2 separate regions of the Mus musculus genome follow, and region 1 is linked to region 2. Evidence: chromatin contacts called from public HiChIP or PLAC-seq data. All regions are on one chromosome and are shown on one strand. The core of a region is the stretch at or near the end of the contact, and the rest is flanking DNA. Distances in the headings are between cores, read along the strand shown.

Region 1 (5,874 bases), core at 1,059-3,558, 240 kb after region 2:
AGTGCCCCTGATGCCCTCGTCCGGGACAAGGCCCACCACACACTGGCAGAACTGAAACGCCAGCGAGCGGCTGCAAAGCTTCAGCGACCTGCCCCTGAAGGGCCTGAGACTTTTGAGCCTGGCCTGTCTGTTGATGCTGGGACCTCCCAGCCTGACTGTGGCTTCAGCACAATTGGGGACCCGCCCCTGCTCAAGCTCACTGCTCCCTCGGAGGAGGCGTCTGTGGAGAAGAGGCCGTGTTGCTTGCTCATGTGAAATGTGATTCCTCAGTATGGCAGGGTTCAACCCCATGCCCAGCCGGAGGCTTCCTCACGATCTCTGGCCTGGTGACCCACTTAGCACATACCCCTGTGCTGTGGGGGAGCCGGCACAGAGCCCCATCCCCCTCCCAGCCCAGGACACTGGCCACCTTGCTCAGGGATGGACTATGCAGAGCTCTACCTATGGGCCTCAGGCCACAGTCTGTTTATTGTGACTCTTGATAAAGGCTGTTTGCCACGGAGCCTTCCCATGTGTCTCACTGGTTAGGAGCCACCCATGCCCAGGAGCACCCAAACCTGTAGATAGGTGCATGCTCGGGCTTGCAGGTAGCAGCCCCAGCCTTTGTGGGAGAAAGGCTCAAGGCCATAGGCAAGAAGCCCAGCCTTAACTTCCACCTCTCCTAGTTGGTTCAGCTTCTTGGAGGCTCTTCTGTAACCCTTTGCTTTCCTGAAAGCAGTAGGACACTTTGGAAAAAACTCTTCATGGGTGATGGAGTGGGTGGCCATGCAGAGGGACAGGAACGCTGGCTGGAAGGGAGACAGTGTTTTCCACAGGACTGGGCCAGAGCCAGCAGCGTGAAACAGGCAGAAGACTGGCATTAGTTAGGTGCTTCCCAGGGTCATGGTCTCAGTTTCTGGCATGAAGCCCTGATCCTGGGGCATGTCTGCCAGCTTCCGCCTGTGCTGGTATAGGTGACAAGCAGTTGGCCACTTGGGCTGTGCTGGCTAGGGACAGTGTATCAGAATGAGAGGGGCCCTTTAGGGGCCTCAAGCTAGAGGGAAGAAGGCAATTCTAGATCATGACCGTTGCATTTGTATTTGCATGGCCATCTCTACGAGGTCACATGGGCACTGACCTGGTCAGCCTGGTGTCCATCCTCAGGGCCTGTCCTTCCTCTAGCACCTGTGGTTGGAGGGTTAGTGTCCTTGGAAGGGCTTGGGGGAGGGTTGGTGATGACTGCTGGTTAAATTTAGAGTAGGGCTGTGCCGCCGCTGCCTGAAGTCCACCTGCTACCACTCCTACTTGGGCCCTGCTAGTAAGAGGCAGGCAGTGGCAGGTTCTGCCAGGGCCAAGCCTATATTAATCTGTGGTGTGTCCTGAGGGCCAGAGAAAGGCCACTGAGCTGGGAGGCTACTGTGGCATCAGAGCCAAGAGATCAGAGGTGAGTGTGTCCCCACTCCAGGGCCTCCAGGGACAGAGGGATTAAGGCTCACCTCATGCCTTCCTAGCTGCCTGCTGCCCAGCTTAGAAGTCATTCTCCCCAGCCCTTAGCCTGAGCCATGATGGGTCCAAGGGCTTAGATGACCAGGTGTTGAGCAAGTCTATAAGCTTTCTAGAAGGCCAGTGGGAGTGGGGTACTGTGGGCCTATCAGAGCTCACTTCCTGTTCTCTCTACCAATCAGGAGCAGCAGGGAAGGGGACTTAGTTACCCTTGGCCTGGGTTGTCGACCTAAGGGCACCCTCAAGCTGATGTGTATTGAAAGGGCATGAGGGCAGTCCAGGGTGAGGTGTGTCCAGAACTAGCTGTCCCGTCTCCAGTCTCTTCCCCTCCCCCTAAACCCTTGCAGTGGCTCATCAGAGACCAAGGTCCAAGCATAGCACTCTGTCAGTCCCCATGGAACCCAGAGACTACACATCTTTCTCCCTTCCCCCAGTGCTCCCCAGATTCCCAAGGCCTGGCTTAGTTACCTAGGAGACAAGTCCACTTGCTTAAAGTAAAGATGGAGTGTGTATCAGGTCTGAGGCCTAGGCTTCAGCTGGGCCTTGCTAGGGTAAATCTCCAGTAGTCCCTGGTTCTGTTCTTAATAGGCTGAGATGCTCAGTGCTCTCTTCTCCCAGTTTCCAGTGTGTCAAGTATTGAACCATCCGTCTGTCCCTACTCCCCAAGTGGGTCTCTTGCTCCCTCGTGGGGACACTAGGCGGCACTGGGCCTCGCCCCAAGCCCCGCCTGCTGCCTTACCAACTCCCTCTGGCACCCTGGGGCAGATCTGTGCCCAGCCTGATGGGGCGGGGCCCAGGGTGCTCCAGTTCCTTCAGCCTTTTCTGCCCCTTTCAGTAGGGCCAGAAGGCTGCCGTGGAGAGGGTGGTGCCTTACCTCACGCAGACTCCCCATTCCCAGCCCTGCTCCCCAACTGGACCCTTCTTCTTGAGCCAGCATTCTTGCCTGCTTTGAGCAGCCATGGCCTCACAAAGGAATGACCGGATCCAGGCTTCAAGGAATGGACTGAAGGGGAAGGTGCTAACTCTGGATACCATGAACCCATGTGTGCGGAGGGTGGAGTATGCAGTCCGAGGCCCCATCGTGCAACGTGCCTTGGAGCTGGAGCAGGAGCTGCGCCAGGTATTGCCTTGGGCCACTTACTGCCCTTCTGCTAAACTTGGGCTGCTGAGCTCGTCCCCAGCACAGTGGAATGTGGGACAAAGGCAGTAGAGTAGGGTGGTGGTGTTCAATCTCCCTGCCCGCTTCCTTTCTTTCCCAGGGTGTGAAGAAGCCTTTTACTGAGGTTATCCGTGCCAATATTGGGGATGCACAAGCCATGGGGCAGAGACCCATCACCTTCTTCCGCCAGGTTAGGCTGCTGTACTACCTGTGGTTACTCCTCCTTCCCCAGCTGCTCTGGACTCAGTACTTGGTTCTTCCAGGTCCTGGCCCTCTGTGTCTACCCCAATCTTCTGAGCAGTCCGGACTTCCCAGAGGATGCCAAGAGAAGGGCAGAACGCATCTTGCAGGCATGCGGGGGCCACAGCCTGGGTGAGTGCGAGCTCTAGGTGGAGCCCAAGCCTTAAGGAGAGGCAGAGAGGGACGAGTCCCTTGGGAAGATTACAGGACTTGGCCCACCTCATTTAGCTTGTCCCCTTTCAGGTGCCTATAGCATTAGCTCTGGAATCCAGCCGATTCGGGAGGATGTGGCGCAATATATTGAGAGGAGAGACGGAGGCATCCCTGCAGACCCGAACAACATATTTCTGTCCACAGGGGCCAGCGATGCCATCGTGGTAGGGTAGCCCAGGGCAGGGCAGGTCAAATCGGAGTAGCCCTATGTGTGAGGCTAGATGGGGCTGAGTCTGGTGCAGCAGCGTCAGCACAGGGCGGTGGTGGGGGCGGGGTGGGGTGTACAACTCTGGTTGCACTAACGCTGGGCTCCCTATCCGGCCTACAGACCATGCTCAAGCTGCTGGTAGCCGGCGAGGGCCGTGCGCGAACCGGTGTACTCATTCCCATTCCTCAGTACCCACTGTACTCAGCTGCGCTGGCTGAGCTGGACGCCGTGCAAGTGGACTACTACCTGGACGAAGAGCGCGCCTGGGCTCTTGACATCGCTGAGCTGCGGCGCGCTCTGTGCCAGGCACGTGACCGCTGCTGCCCTCGAGTACTATGCGTCATCAACCCCGGCAACCCCACGGGTAAACCTATCAGCTCCGCCCCCTGCAGTTTCACTCTTTTTACCCCCCCCCCCCCGCTAGCTCCGCCTCACTGGGCTCCTCCTTCCAGCCCCGCCTCTTCCTCCAGAACCTGCCCTTGCTCTCCAACCCCAAGCGCCTGGGCTGAGCACTCTTGGGCTTGGTTCTCTGTTGCCCGCGGGCGGCTGACTTTCCAGTCAGTGATGCATCTTCACACTCCAGGGCAGGTGCAGACCCGTGAATGCATCGAGGCCGTAATCCGCTTTGCTTTCGAAGAGGGACTCTTCCTGATGGCTGATGAGGTACACACAGGGGCACACAGAGTGGTGAGCAGCAGCTCAGCCCCCAGCCTGAATGACACTGCCACCCCTACAGGTATACCAAGACAATGTATATGCTGAGGGCTCTCAGTTCCATTCATTCAAGAAGGTGCTCACGGAGATGGGGCCACCATATGCCACGCAGCAGGAGCTCGCGTCTTTCCACTCAGTCTCTAAGGGCTACATGGGCGAGTGCGTACAGGCTCAGGTGGTGGTGGTGGTGGTGAAGCGGGGAGGGCTAGAGGACTCTCAGTCACTGCCACGGTGGCGCACCCTCTTCCCAGACCAGCCTCAACTCATGCTCTCCTGGGCAGGTGCGGGTTTCGTGGTGGCTATGTGGAAGTGGTAAACATGGATGCCGAGGTGCAGAAACAGATGGCGAAACTGATGAGCGTGCGGTTGTGTCCACCAGTGCCGGGCCAGGCTTTGATGGGCATGGTGGTCAGTCCGCCAACCCCCTCGGAGCCGTCCTTCAAGCAGTTTCAAGCAGTGAGCAGACCAGACCAGGCCAAAGATACCTGGTGATCCGGCTTTGGGTGGGACTATAGAGGGACACGTTGAAACCCTCTTCCATGATTCCCTCCTGTGACTGCAGGAGAGGCAGGAGGTGCTGGCTGAACTGGCAGCCAAGGCTAAACTCACGGAGCAGGTCTTCAACGAGGCCCCCGGGATCCGCTGCAACCCGGTGCAGGGCGCTATGTATTCCTTCCCTCAAATTCAGCTGCCTTTGAAAGCAGTGCAGCGTGCGCAGGTGGGGCATGCAGGGCTACATGGGGGCCGAGCAGGGTGTGGGCCTGGCGCCAGGCTGTGAGCTGACCACCCTCCTGACCCCCAGGACCTGGGCCTGGCCCCTGACATGTTCTTCTGTCTGTGCCTCCTGGAAGAGACTGGCATCTGCGTTGTGCCTGGGAGTGGCTTTGGGCAGCAGGAGGGCACCTATCATTTCCGGTGAGACCCGGGATGGGTTGACCCTGCCACTAATGGACCTGTACTTCACGCTGACCATTTGTCCTTTTCAGGATGACCATTCTGCCCCCCATGGAGAAACTGCGGGTGCTGCTGGAGAAACTGAGGCACTTCCATGCTAAATTCACTCATGAGTACTCCTGAAGCCACTGCTAGGGCCACACTGGATGCTCTCTGACTCAACAAACTGAGGGTCCTTGGGAGCCCTCACTATTTCTGATTTTGCATAGGGTCTGGGTACTTGTCCCTGCAGGTCCCTAATAAAGCTGGGTGTAGGCCTGATTTGAGGTGGCTGCCTGGGTGACCCCAGCTTTGACTCACCTGACTGGCTTTGTGTAGACACACAGACTCCACATAAGGGACACTGGAAACGGCATCTAGAGGAGTTGCTAAGGATGGTTCCCAGGGAAGGGAGGACCCTCCAGATCGTCATTCCTACATTTGGCTTGAGACAGTGCATCTGTGGGCTAGGTCTTCAGTCTTAAGTGTGGGGCATGTGATGATCGGTTACATAAAATCAACTAACATGCCAGTAAAAGGTGTGACGGCAGAGCATCTGCCTTTTAGGGCCGCAACAGAACCACTTTGGGAGGGGGTGAGGTCTGAGGGAATGCAGGGGAAAGAGACCTCAGAGGCTGTGTCAGAAACAGTAACCTTGCTCCGGGACACAGCCGTGTGTGCCAACCACAGTAGGGAGGTATTCAGCTCTTACAGCCAAGTTAGGACTGACAGCAAGGGCTTGGGCGGTGCCCACCTCCGGCAGAGCAGAGCAGGGGAGGTCCTTTTGCAAAGCACATTTAGGAACCCTTGGGGCAGATGTGTGCTAATGGAAAGATACATCCTGGACTGGGAGGCTCAGGATGAGCCCCTGTGCACAGTAGACACTGCTGGGGTTCAACTTGTTTGGTCTGCAGTGTTCCTCTGC
Region 2 (6,175 bases), core at 516-3,015:
GTTGCCTACCTCATAGGGATTGAAGCCTGAATCTCCGAACTGGCCTCTCTGAAGCCGGTGTACCAGGGCAACCTGCTCATCAGTTAGCCGCAGATCACGCCCTGTCATCTTGTCTTGCACAGTGCGCCTGAGGGAAAGCCAGTCAGGGCCATACTCCAGGCTTGAGGGACCACAGGTCCCGACCCAAGGTCCAACTCACCAGAAATCTGGGTCATCCATTTTGTCCAGAAACTGGTCGAGCTCATCTCGTGTCCGCAGGGGCTTGTAGATACGTTTGCCATCCAGGTCATAACCCACATGTGGGAATTCATCGTACCATGCCAGGGGCACATTGCCCACAGTGTTCCGAATGTCCTGTAGCATAGTCACCACGTCAGCACCTGTCCCTGCCATGCTTGATCCTCTTCAAACCACCCAAGGGCAGAAGAGCCACTCAAGATCAGCCTCAAGTGCCCAGAAGCCAAGTGACCCAAAATCCGCCCTAGCCTTGGCCCCGATGTCTGACGTGGCGCGGCAGGGGTGCTATGCCCCTCCCCCAAGCCCTCGGAGGCGCCTGAGCTTTACCTTCACATTTTCCACTGAAGTGATGCCAACCCTAGCCTCCCCCCTCACTGGATTCCTTGGCCAAGGCTCTGGGCAGCCACAGACAGGGATGACCTCATCGCCTATGGGCTCCCTCCCCTGGCAAAAGCCTTAGGTACAAGTGGGTAGTTTACAAGGCAGGAACCATGGGAAGACCCCACCCCAACCTCAGGGAGACAAACCTGTTCTGCTCGGCAGGTGGTCAAGGACCCCCTTCCAGCACCACTGATCCTCCCCCTCCCATTTCAGTGGGCAGAGCAGCCACATTCCTGGACACACATTCCTGGTTTCAGCCCCTGCCAGCCACCACCACCCTCACTCCTCCCAGCCTGGGGACTGCTGCCCAGGCGGCCACTTCCTGCAACAGTAGCCACAGGGAGGAGGGGCCCAGACATAACTAGCACAGATGAGTGCCAGCAGCCCCTCAGCAAGACCCCTTGGGCCTCGTCCCACTGCACCTGTCCACACCAGCCCAGAAATGCCCCATGCTCTTGCTGTACGCTCTCCACCTTGAGGGCCACTTCCGAACTGGAGGGATGGAGAGGTGCCGATCTTAGCTCTTATCCACGTGTGCACTGGCTTTGAGAAGCCCCATGAAGCATACAGCAAGGATGGGGGTGGGGCCCCCAAGCAGGATGGGTCAAAGGGGTAAGATCTGGCACAAGGCACAGGCCATGGAGTCAAGTCATGCCAACCACACACACCCATTTCTAGACTGCTACTGCTGGAGTCACCCCCATGAGTGCACACACACACACACTCTCTCTCTCTCTCTCTCTCTCTCACATACACACACACACACACACACACACACACACACACACACACACACACACGGCCTGGCACAAAAGACCCAAGTGCACATGGAAGGAGAGTCAGACAGGGTGTGGCCAGGCACTCAGGGCCAGGGCAGCTGGGTGAACTTAGGCATGCCAGGAGAGAAAGCCTCTTGATTCTTGATTTATTCTCTTCTGCCCTGTAGAATGGGTGGGATGGGCACCATTGTCTTGGGGCACTAGTAGCACCCCAGAAACGCTCCAACCAGAAAGATGCTCGGGGGCCCTCTAGGCACGGCTATTAAAAGGGAAAAGGTGCACGCACGAGCTCTGAGTAAACTCCTCCAGGCCAGAAAGGGAGGCGGAGGCCAGGCGCGGGGGAGGAGCTGACTGCTATAAAGGCACTGCTCGGCTGGCGGCCCCACTCCAGTCCGAACACATGTGCCCGCCTCACCCGGCAGCCGCCACCGCGGGGCGCAGCGGAGACCCCTGGCCCGGCGGCCTGTGGGGACCTAAAGAGGCGGCATGAGCAGCGCACGGTGGAGCTGACGCCGCGCCCCCTGCCCGGCCCATGTCCTTCGCCATGCTGCGTTCAGCGCCGCCGCCGGGTCGCTACCTGTACCCTGAGGTGAGCCCGCTGTCGGAGGATGAGGACCGCGGAAGCGAGAGCTCGGGCTCCGACGAGAAACCCTGCCGTGTGCATGCTGCGCGCTGTGGCCTCCAGGGCGCCCGGCGGCGGGCAGGAGGACGGAGGGCCGCGGGTAGCGGGCCAGGACCCGGGGGGCGGCCAGGCCGCGAGCCCCGGCAGCGGCACACAGCGAATGCGCGCGAGCGGGACCGCACCAACAGCGTGAACACGGCCTTCACTGCGCTGCGCACACTCATCCCCACCGAGCCAGCGGACCGCAAGCTCTCCAAGATTGAGACGCTGCGCCTGGCCTCCAGCTACATTTCTCACCTGGGCAATGTGCTGCTGGTGGGTGAGGCCTGTGGCGACGGGCAACCATGCCACTCGGGACCCGCTTTCTTCCACAGCGGTCGTGCGGGCAGCCCACTGCCACCGCCGCCGCCGCCACCACCACTGGCCAGAGACGGCGGCGAGAACACCCAGCCCAAACAGATCTGCACCTTCTGCCTCAGCAACCAGAGAAAGTTGGTGAGCAGGGCTGGGAGCACCGAGGGGCCCCGATGTACTCACCAGCCCACACCTGCCAGGCAGAGAGGTGCAGGGCAGGGGCAGCATTCCCTAGCATCTACACCTGCCAACAAAGCTGTGCCCAAAGGAGGGAAGGGCACAGAGGAGCCATACCTTGGGACACAGACTCCCATTGGTAGTGGTCATAGGGACCTGCAAATACAGGATCAAGAAGTAATGCTGAGATGGGCCACCCAGAAGTTCCGGGAGGGAGGGCAGGCAGCAGGAACCTGGCAGGGCAGAGGGGCCTTACTTTCAGGCTCGTTTCCCATCAAGTTGAGAAGTGAAAGGAGGTGAATTCAAGAAGTAAGAAGTATATCTATACGCTTCCATCCAGAGGGGAACAATGTGAAACAGTGAGGCAGTCAAAGGGATGCCCCCACTAGGCTGATGTGCCACTACCCCTCCGCCCCCGCAGCCCACCTCCACCCCAAGGCTTATGGGCACCTGCTGCCTCTCCCCTGGTCTACTGAGACCTGCAGTAGAGGGGCTAGGGGAGAAGGCTGAACTGAGAGATGCTGGCCAGCCATGATTTACTGCTCTGGCCGCACTTGGTGGCACCGGAAAAGCAGGGTGAGCAGGGAAAAAATACAACGGCTTTCCCCAATCCCCATTTCCTCTCCAGACAGCACGCGCAAGCTCCTGGGGCCTGAACATCTGGGAAATTTAATTTTACAGTTTCGGCTCTGCAGCAGTATACTCCCCTCCCCAAAATGCACTGTGGGGGTGGCAGGAGCCCGGGATGGGGTGCCCTAGCACAGGCAGTGCCCCCAACAGGAAGCCAGGAAGGTTCGGGCAGTGCTGGGTGACACTAAGTCTCCACTCAGACCCTGACACACCCCCATCCCCTCTGCAGAGCAAAGACCGTGACAGAAAGACGGCGATTCGAAGTTAGAAGGAGGAGGGTCCACAGCAGCCAAGAGGTGATGCCACTAGTGAAGGTGGATGCCACTGAAGAGTCACGGAGAGCCCCACTTTGGACCTGATCTGAGCGCAGGTCCCCAAGAGCACGCTCACCAGGCCAGACCTGCCCCAGCTATGAGCAGGGCCTATGAACAGAGAGATGGACAGGCGGGTGATGGCTTGACTCTAAGCAGCCGAACACTGACCCAGGCCCACTGGGACTTTCCATGCTGGCTCTCTACCTGGGCCAAGTGTTGGCATCTTGTGTCTTTAATATGATAATATAAAGTCTGGAAATTTTGTATAATTAAAAATGAAACAGTATCTTCCAAATTGAGGCAGACTACCCTCTTGAAAGGATGTGAACTCACTATGACCCTAGCTCTCTCACCCCATCTTCCCAGAGTGAGGACAGGGTTAGATCACCTATCAGGAGTTTGTACCAGGGGTATATGTGTGTGTGTGTGTGTGTGTAGGGAGCAGGGAAGGGGGAGAGGCGCTGTGTGGTGACTGAGATAGAAGGAGAGAGGAGAGGGCAAGCCCACTTGGCTCATGGTAAATAGCAGCAAGCAACACAGCAGCCCTGCCTCCTCCGATGAGGGGATCAGATGGGGACCTAGGCACGGGGATGTTTGGTTTCACCAGCAGTGTTCCATTAAAAATGGGTACAGGGAATAAGCACTGCTGTCAGCCAAGCAGGCTAGCAGGCCTAGATGGGCCCGAGGATACCATCCGAATAGCAGCTACCTACATGTCCCCACTGGTACCCACGCAGGCCCAGAGAGGCTCTGGGTCCACGGGCTGCCAGAGCTTCTGATCTCTGCCTCCAGCTGCACACTGGAAGGATTCCTAGCCATCCAACACTCTGTCCTACCCAGCTCTCCCAAAGACCCCACTGGCCTCTCAGCAGGCTCTGTGCACAGCTGGCCGATCATTAAAACCCTGCAGGTGACAATTAGTTGAGTGGTACAACAGAGAAGAAAGGCCAGGCCTGACTTCTGGCTAGGTAGTGGGTGGAGGATGGCAGAGGGCACCAGGTGCTGGCACTGGCAGGCCTCCTGGTCCCTGGCTGGGGGGTAGACCAGGTGTTGAGGCCTACGTGGGCATCCTCATAGGGAGGGACAACAGGGCCCCTCCTCTGCACTGACGGGCTCCAGGGAATGCTGATGCAGGAAACAAAGGTGTAATTTTGGAGGAAATTCTCAAAGCCAGGCCATTAAGGCAGGGGCAGGGGGCTGTGTCCAATCTGATAGAAATATAACGGGATAAAGAGTCACAGCGGCAGGTTTCGTTCAGAAAGAAATCCAACCCCAAATTTCCTCCCCTTAATCCTGCAGGAGCTCACAGCTGCTCGGAGGGAGGGAGAAAGGGCACTCAGTCACACACTGCAAAGCTCCTGCAGCCCAGGAAGCCAGAACCTGGAGATGCAGCTGGGGCTGACGGAGGCCACCTTCCTTTCTCATGCCCTTCCTTTCTCATGCGTTCCCCATGCAAGACTCTGCCCAGCTTCACTTCCAAGCTACAAGGACTCTGTGCTAGGTGCTGGGTTGAGTGCAGAGTCACAGCCTGGCAGGGTAGCCCTGTATTAGGCAGATGGGTACCAACCCCCACCCAAGGACCCCAGCTGGCCTTCCCACTCTGGACACAGGTCTCCTCCCCCTCACTTAGAGGCCTCACATTTCAAGACCTGGGTGCCAATCTCCCTCACAAACCCCAAAAGGACCAATGGCTGAGTGGTACCTACTTCAATAGTCAAATGGCTGGGCCAATGTCAGAGGTCCACACACAGAAGGCTCGGAGAAAGCCCCCAAATACAGGTAGGTACGCTTCCCCATGTGCAGAGCTGCCAGTGTGAGCAGCATGGCTGGGGGCTATGGGGCCAGACAGAGGCCCAACCATGCCCAGCTAGCTCCACTCGGCATCTCAGGACTTAATAAAGCCCAGCAGAGGAGGAAAGAGCCAACAAAGGGACCAGGGCAAAGGAGAAGGCAGGGAAGCCCAGGAGCTAGGCAGCCTGAGCTTCAGTAGGACTGAGTGGTAGGCCAGGGTCAACCAGACAAGAGCCAGAGAGGCTTGGGTGTCAAGAGGGGTCAGATGAAAGGGAACGGGCCGTAGGGCTGGAAGGCTCTCTAGAGGCCTGGAAGTTGGGGTGCGGCACGCGCCCGGCCAAGGCCTCCACTGCAGGGCCTGACTCTGAAAGAGGCTGCAGCTTGGCCAGCCTCAGGCCCGGGCAGGCAGCCCAGCCACTCCCTGAGCTGCACCGGTAGCAGTGGCTGAGGGTTTGGCCCGACAGCCAGCAGGAGGAGGGGAGGGGCGGGAAGAACACTCCGTCACCCTCCACTGCTCCAGATTCAAACCAGACCGGGGGTGGCATGGTCCATTCCCATCCTGTGGCTCCACGTGAATCCACAACAGCTTATGGCCAAAGAGTGGCAGGTGCTATGTACCCACCACAGCCCCTGGCATCCTTCCCAGAGGGCAACTTTACCCTCTACCACACTGAGGAGCTGTGGGACAAAACCCAGGGGCGCCCTTAGTGTGTGCCCCACAGAGGCAGCTGGGGGGGGGGGGGGCTGGCCCACACCACGGGCCAGCAGCCACCCTTTCGAGCTGAGCTGGGCTGGAAACATTCGGCTCAGCCTCAGCTGTCAGCTCCCTGTCCCCAGCCTGGGGAATGAGCCGCTGGCGGCACCACATGATTCATCACCAGGCTGCCTGC

What was found. HiChIP or PLAC-seq counts read pairs in DNA pulled down with a chosen protein or histone mark.
Region 1: a contact with region 2 is called in an HNF4G HiChIP or PLAC-seq map of pancreatic cancer cells. The contact joins the promoter of Gpt here to the promoter of Scx in region 2. A contact is called at or near these places in 3 of 39 promoter capture datasets (embryonic stem cells, liver and neural stem cells), 1 of 484 Hi-C or Micro-C datasets (embryonic stem cells), 1 of 115 datasets of contacts at active chromatin or transcription factors (pancreatic cancer cells) and 3 of 9 other capture datasets (adipose tissue, liver and pancreatic islet).

The regions. Positions count from the first base shown.
Region 1 is chr15:76,694,418-76,700,291 of GRCm38.p6, forward strand. It overlaps Gpt (glutamic pyruvic transaminase, soluble), which reads left to right and starts at 2,309. Exons shown (of 11, transcript NM_182805.3): 1 at 2,309-2,602; 2 at 2,742-2,831; 3 at 2,905-3,013; 4 at 3,125-3,258; 5 at 3,423-3,666; 6 at 3,886-3,965; 7 at 4,039-4,175; 8 at 4,298-4,472; 9 at 4,579-4,734; 10 at 4,819-4,931; 11 at 5,003-5,258. The coding sequence starts at 2,441. The coding sequence ends at 5,093. Ppp1r16a (protein phosphatase 1, regulatory subunit 16A) reads left to right here. Exons shown (of 12, transcript NM_001358933.1): 12 at 1-502. The coding sequence ends at 255.
Region 2 is chr15:76,455,673-76,461,847 of GRCm38.p6, forward strand. It overlaps Scx (scleraxis), which reads left to right and starts at 1,766. Exons shown (of 2, transcript NM_198885.3): 1 at 1,766-2,514; 2 at 3,410-3,796. The coding sequence starts at 1,930. The coding sequence ends at 3,448. It overlaps Bop1 (block of proliferation 1), which reads right to left. Exons shown (of 16, transcript NM_013481.2): 4 at 200-354; 5 at 10-127.